2 separate regions of the Cricetulus griseus genome follow, and region 2 is linked to region 1. Evidence: chromatin contacts called from public Hi-C data. All regions are on one chromosome and are shown on one strand. Each heading gives the region's core, a stretch centred on a gene start, on an enhancer-like site or on the middle of the called end of the contact. The rest is flanking DNA. Distances are from core to core; before and after follow the strand shown.

Evidence for each region. A called contact is a pair of places that touch in the nucleus more often than the background predicts.
Region 2: a Hi-C map of the CHK-Q cell line shows a contact between it and region 1, with 5 times the contacts expected there. The contact joins two enhancer-like sites. A contact is called at or near these places in 5 of 8 Hi-C or Micro-C datasets (the CHK-Q cell line, the CHL-YN cell line, the CHO-K1 cell line and 1 more).

What each region holds. Positions count from the first base shown.
Region 1 is chr2:356,571,644-356,575,010 of CriGri-PICRH-1.0, forward strand. Myo10 (unconventional myosin-X) reads left to right here. Exons shown (of 41, transcript XM_027400038.2): 27 at 2,058-2,301. Among named protein-coding and RNA genes, the nearest start is that of Retreg1, 71 kb to the right of the region's middle. Within about 2 kb of position 1,983, at least 1 of the 6 cell types and tissues checked has open chromatin away from gene starts, as enhancers often do.
Region 2 is chr2:356,747,549-356,751,381 of CriGri-PICRH-1.0, forward strand. All of the region lies in intron 3 of Retreg1 (reticulophagy regulator 1), which reads left to right. Among named protein-coding and RNA genes, the nearest start is that of Znf622, 26 kb to the right of the region's middle. Within about 2 kb of position 2,258, at least 1 of the 6 cell types and tissues checked has open chromatin away from gene starts, as enhancers often do.

The DNA of each region.
Region 1 (3,367 bases), core at 733-3,232:
CTAATTTCAGCCCTTTTCTTCACTTTCCCATGCACACACAAGTGTGTGTGTGTGTGGTGCACGCGTATGTGTGCATATCTGCCTGCCTGCCGCTCCCTTTTTTAAAATATGACCATGTTCAGTTATTTCTGTTTTCGCTGTGAGCCACATATCTGCAAAACATTTGTAAATTTCCTACTACTAGGTTTAGTTTGGGGAAGGCTTTTCTGTTGTCTGATGTCGCTGCTTGGAAAGACAAATGCTAGGGAATTCTTCAGACACTTAGCACTCAGTGAATGCTGACAAAGCAGGCAACCTCAAGAACATGGTTGCTCTCACAAGACCTGAGCATGGTTGACAGCAGTAGACACAGAAGGGGGAAATTGTTGTCTCCAGGGAAGAGCACCCCTATGGGTTATCCAATGCCAAGTGGCCACCCTGAAATCGTATGCATGCAATCATATGTTCTGAATAGAAGAGCAGCTACAGAGAAGGCTGCTGCAGTGACTGCTGTTAACATACTTGACTAAGATTGGTCACTTAAAGATAATGCGACAGACAACAGAACAACCTTGTGCTGCAGTTTTCCTCTAGGCCTGTTTTGAGAGATTAAAGTCACAAATCAAAACAATCACAATGTTTCATCGTGAGAGTCCTTGGCAGATTTGCTGTGGGAAAACAGCTCTGTCTTGGCTTCGTCACAAACAGCCTCAGCCACTTGAGTGGAGAACTTTCTGTCTGAGGGAGAGTATCTCGGTATTTCAGTGAGGGGAAGGGCTATCCCGGCTGTCCATTCACTCCAGGAAAAAGCCTGTTAGATTTGTTTTCTGGCTGAAGAGATGCACTGTTGTTTGGGCTTTAAGTCTCCATGTTAAGTATCCCTTGCTGTGGTTGTGGTTAAGAACATAGCATGAGCAGTTTTATAGTGAGCTACAGAAGTAGATTGTGTTCTCCCACGTACTGTTGTAAGAAGGTCTCCAAGTGAGGGGAGTAAGATGCCAGTCACATACTGGCTACCAAGTCACATCCTATTTATTCCTCTCACTTCATGTCAAGTCAAAAGGCATTTTCCACCGGGTGTGGTGGCATGCAATGTTTCTTCAGCTACTCAGATGGCTGAAGCAGGACGGCAGCCTAGAAACCTGAGTGAGACCCTACCTCAAAACAAAGTTTAACAAATGGAACAGAGAGGAGTGGCACATACTAACTTGCTTAGCATCCACAAGTCCCCCGGTTAGTCACCAGTACCACAAAACAAGAATGGAAGGAAAGGGGGCTGGAGAGATGGCTCAGGGGTTAAGAGCACTGACTGCTGCTCTTCCAGAGGTTCTGAGTTCAATTCCCAGCAAGCACATGGTGGCTCACAACCATCTGTAATGTGATCTGGTGCCCTCTTCTGGCATGCACTGCATACATGATAAATAAATAAATAAATCTTTAAAAAAAAAAAAAGAATGGAAGGAAAGAAGGCAGGTAGACTTTTATAGTCTGACACACGTCACGACACGCTCCTGCCTGTTAGTTACAGCCTCAGCCTTTTGCCTTCCATCTGGAATCCATTTTCAGGTGACGCTGGTTTTGTATGAGAAGATGTGTTGCCCCAAACACAGTATGTTTCATATCCTCTGGAACTGAGACTTCATCATGAGTTCTAGAACTGACAGTGATTGCTCCTCCATCTGCCAAGTGAGGGAAGATTAATATCTCTCAGGCACTTGGAGGAGACTGTGGACTATACATGTAGAGAAGCTTCTTGCTTATTTAAGGCTCTTATAGTCACTCTGGGATAGATCATCAGTCTTGACTATTTCCGTGTGAGCCGCTGCAGGAGATTTCTCAGCAGCCTGAGGAGGAGCCGTATTGTAGATCAGGGAGGAACAGCATTCTTGGATGACATAGCCTTGCTGGACCATCTTCTGTACACGGAACAGAAGCCAGACGCCCCTCCTCCACTCTGGAAGGGTCTGTGAGTGCGTGTGTGTCGGCTGAGACAAGGTTCAAACTGGGCTGTGGACTTTGTCACTTGGTGTGATTGACTTTGTAATCTTTCCTTTCCCTGCCCCTTCCTGGGGGAACAGGTGGTTTAATGAACTCCTGGAAGCGCCGCTGGTGTGTCCTCAAAGATGAGACCTTCCTGTGGTTCCGCTCCAAGCAGGAAGCCCTCAAGCAAGGCTGGCTGCACAAGAAAGGCGGAGGCTCCTCCACACTGTCCAGGAGAAACTGGAAGCGTCGCTGGTTTGTCCTGCGTCAGTCCAAGCTGATGTACTTTGAAAACGATAGTGAGGAGAAGCTCAAGGGCTCGGTGGAAGTCCGGACAGCCAAGTATGTCCCTGCAGCTTGACTTCTTGATTATGATGATGGGCACATGTTTTCATTAAGAGAGAGAGAGAGAGACAGAGAGAGAGAGAGACAGAGAGAGAGAGAGGGAGAGGGAGAGACAGAGAGAGGGAGAGGGAGAGACAGAGAGAGAGAGAGAGCAAGCATGTGTACATAGGTGGGTGTATGTATGTGTATATGAAAAGTAGACATCAGTGTAGGATGCCATTCCTCAGAAGCTTCCTTTCAGAGATAGAGTCTGTCACTAGAGCATGCCAAGTAGGTCAGGCTGGCTGGCCAGCAAGCCCTAGGGACTCTGCTGTCTCCGCCTCCCCAGTGCTGGGATTGCTATAATGTGCCAACACACTTAGTTTCCCTGCCCCACCGCCACCAACAGCTAGCAAGGAAAAGGAAACGCTATTAAAATCAAGGCGATAGTACAGACACAGAGAAATACACTGTGTAGGTGACAGCAGACCACATGAGGGTGTCTTTTATGGGATCTAAAGGAAAAATAAGCCGTGCTTATGGGTGTAATGTGGCAGTTCTCTAGTTTGATTGGTGTATTTTAGTTATGTAACCTTTACTATGTGTGTCCCCTCCCATAATGCAGTAACCATATGCATGGCCAATTATATATAGGCATGAGGTAGTAAACAGGAGATTCTCTCTACATGATCTCTCACAGCACATGGTTTGCTTGACTGTACATGGACCCCAAATTACTTCAGGCCTGAGGGGCTCCTTTTCCCTTGTACCCAGCCATAACTGGAGTCTGGTTGACTAGAAACTGTTCACATTTGATGGTAGTGAAGGAGAGGAGACCTTTATTCCATTGTTTAGAAGAGGGTAGGCATCCTGAGTCACCAGCAGGTTGCTGCATACATTGTAAGGTGAGGGGTTTGTGTTTAGTAAACCAAGAAGCTGCCAAGTGTATTAGTAGAATTGGGTTTGGACTGTGCACCCCCTCCCATCACACCCAGAGTTTTAAAATGGTTTCTGGAACTTGAACCTAGATCCTTGAGCTTGTATAGCAAGTACTTTACAGACTAAACTATCTCACCAGCCCATG
Region 2 (3,833 bases), core at 1,008-3,507, 180 kb after region 1:
TGTAGACAGAGCCAGGCAGTGGTGGCACACTCCTGTAATCCCAACACTTGAGAGGCAAAGGCAGGCGGATCTCTGTGAGTTCTAGGTCAGCCTGGTCTACAGTGTAAGTTCCAGGATCCTAGGATTTTTTTTGTCAAAAAAAAAAAAAAACCAAACAAATAAGTGTAAACAGAACACTCACAAAGGAGAGGGAGATAAATATTTTAAAAGTCCCTATATTGATTGTGTCATTAAATTTTTACCCATCTGTAAATAAATGAAATTAGAAATTAAAAATAATACAATTTAAAAATTCGTGTGTGTGTGTGTGTGTGTGTGTGTGAGAGAGAGAGAGAGAGAGAGAGGGGGGGGAGAGAGAGAGAATCAGTCTTTGTTCCTAGCTCTAAATTAGTTGATGACTTTCTAAGTCTGCAATACTTACACATAAGCTCCCTACTTCCTGGATTGAATTGGATACATTCAGGGTTGTACTTGGTTTGTTAATCATAAATCAGCTTCCAAGTTAAATCATGAGTCTAGAATATCAATACCAAATTCTGACTAACATGATTTAGAAATGATACAAAACCTAGGCCACACTGCCTAAGAGGGATTGTTATATAACACTGAAAAAACACATTACAAGTGACCATTGTTGGTAATATAGTGTAGAGGATGATAGTTTTTAAAAACTCTGCAATGACAATCTGAGAGTGATTTAATTATTCAAGGTATTAGGCCTGACATTTCTTGTAACCAGTGTTTGGGTATGTTTTCTCTCTGCATGCTAATTTCTAGGATCTCCACTGCCATGTTTACAATTAAGTCCAAGGTCTTTGCTGTAATCACATGCAGTTTTTAGATGTGTATTTTACTAACTTCAGCAAACAAGGAAAAAGCACCGGGGGAGACAGCATATGTCCTCCCAGACCAAGCCTGCTGAGTCTATGGAAGGCACGTCAGCAGGGCAATTGTTCCAGCTCACAGTTACCAAGGGCTTGATAATCCCAAAATGACAGATGAAGTAATATATGGTTTTAACTTTTCTCCATGATAGAACCACAGACATTGCTATAACCTGACTTAGACACTTAATATTTTAATATCCCTACTAGGAAGTCTGTTGTCTGGGAATTGTAGGGTCTTAGATCTGACATTATGATAGTACCTGAAGGGACATTATGATAGTACCTGAAGGGAGACTGATAGCTGCTGCCCAGGATGCCCCTGCCCATCTGAACCACCAGGGATGCTTTAAGATGTGTTGTTGGCATTGCATGTCATTTCCCTCTCTAGTTAATACAAAGCTCTAAGTCCATTTTCATTGGAAAGCAAATATCCATTTCATAGACATATAGGACTTGAAGTATTTAGTTTCCTTGGACTTCAGACTCCAGATGTTATTGGAAGGATGAAACCCAGGGCCCACAGATATTTCAGGGGGGGACCAAAAAATCAGTCATGTCTGTTCAGCTTTTTTTTTTTTTTTTTTTTTTTTTTTTTTGAGATAGGGTTTCTCAGGTATCTTTGGAGCCTGTGCTGGAACTCACTCTGTAGACCAGGCTTGAACTCACAGAGTGCTGGGATTCAAGGCATGCACCGCCACTGCTGGGCTTATGTTCAGCTTCTTATGTATAGAAAAGAAGCCCAGATTCCCTGTTTGGAATAGTCAGCCTTGAATACCCTACCTAGCGGGAGCCACACTGTAGATCTACCTGTCCCCACCTCTCACATCCTTTATCATAATTACTTAAAAGGACACTAATTTCACTAGCTCTTAAGAAAACAGTGAGTTGATTAATGACTGAATTCACAGAAATGGTTCATCCTTCCACCAGTCTTCCATTTGTATCTTAAAAGTATTTTTGGGACATTGATACAAAAATTAGATGAATCCAAACATGTTTATTCTTTGTCTGTGGTGTCTTGTGGCTGTGATAAGTAGAGGGGCTACTCTAAACCTGTTGGAATTGGAAAGTTTCATTTGTATAGTCCAGGGCCTCGAGCTCAGGGAATGGTGCCACTCACAGTAGGCAGATCTTCTCACATCAATTGATGTAATTCCTCACAGGCGTTCTTGGAGGCTCTTCTCCCGGGGGGGGGGTCTAGTTTATGCCCCCTTGATAATTAAAACTACCCATCACATCACCAAAAAATAACTCAAAACATAGACTACTTAGCAAAGCAATGATGAGGATCTCTCCCTGTGTCTTTTGTGTGTTGTTTATTTAAAAGAGTTACTGTAAAAAGAACTTTGGCCCAGCACGCCCCATTAATTCCATTTGGCTGTGTCTGCATTCCTGAAGACTCATTACCTCTGTAGCTTTCACCTGGGGGTATGGGTTCCCAAGTAGGTTAGGATAAAAGTACTTAACATGCTATAACTGATCTATTGCAAATATGGAAACACTTGGGGTGGCCAGGCTCGGTAAAGGGATGCTCCACAGTAATTGTGGTTTTGTGGTTCTAGATGCTTCTTACTCAGAAAAAGTAAACAATTTGAGTTGATCAGAGAGCCATTTCTCTATGTTATTTTTTCCAATCTTATTCATATTAGTAACATACAGTGTACAAACAGAAAGTATAATAATTCTTCCTTCTATGTGTTTGTGCATCTGTATGAGCCTGTATGAGCCTGTATGAGCATCTGTATAGCAAACAGAAGGCATCTAACATCATTTCACCATGAGGTAAGTCCAGTAAACAGTGCCCCTAATGGAGAAGAGGAAGGGTAGGTTTTCTGCATCTGAGTGCTGTGGTTGGTGGGCACTGGTGGGCACATATACATGACCTCCTTATCTCTGATATAGGATATCTGATGCTCTCTGATATCTCAAAAGTGATTTCCTGAAAGTGCTTTTGGCTAGCAGGTGATCTCCAATATACTGCTCGGCATTTTACACACATAAACTGCAGGTGGCAGTCATTAAATTCCCTTGCACACTGCTGGCAGAAACTTGAGCCAGCTGAGAACCCTGGTGGCAGAGATAAGTATCTGTCACCTGCAGGTAAGAAAGAAAGAGCAAAGATGAGCAGGCACCTCTGTCACTGGTAGGTTCAACCTAGACTGTCCCAATCTCCTTTGGTTATATTGTATTCCCTTTCATTCCTAAATGCACATTTTAAAAAGGAAGGCTTCTGGAGCAGACTACTAATATGCATGGACATGGAGCAGTAGTTGGGCTCTTTAATAACTGTTTTCAGGGAGCCCTTCCTATATACATGCTGACTTATATATTATAACGCAAATACACTAAAAGACTAGCCCTTTACGTTCATAGGCAAACTCCTATTGCTGCTTGTGTGTACAAGGAAGTGGAGGAAATATATTCCTGTAGAAACATCCTCTACATCAGGCAGGAAAACTTTATGTTTATAGTCTTGTTTTACAGTAGGCCCAATCACTAGGGATTGGCTTCTTTTCAGACTCTGACAGCTTTGGGGGAATGTTACCTTTCATCATTCTTTCTTGGTTGTGCCTTTTGACACAGCCCCCCAACCCCACCCCAAATTCATGGTGTGCCTATCTTGGCTTCATGCTGCCCTTGGGTACCACAGTGTGCTAATTTACCGTTAACACATTGCCTGTTTACTTCATACCATATTTTCAAAATCTGCTTGAGTTTAGCAAATCGGAGATAGCATGTTGAAAAGTAATTGTTTTTATGACTGGTAGGGGTGTGTTCGTCTTTGTATGCTTGTATTCTTTTAAAAGCTCCTGGTCATGTCATTCAACTGCTAGCTTATCTATAAAGAGAAACGAGTAGGTGTACCATGGAATGAATGTGACCTAGAGGCAGACAGCCCAACAGGTTGGTTGGTAGTTGATTTCTGTCCTGTGCATGAGAGTCACC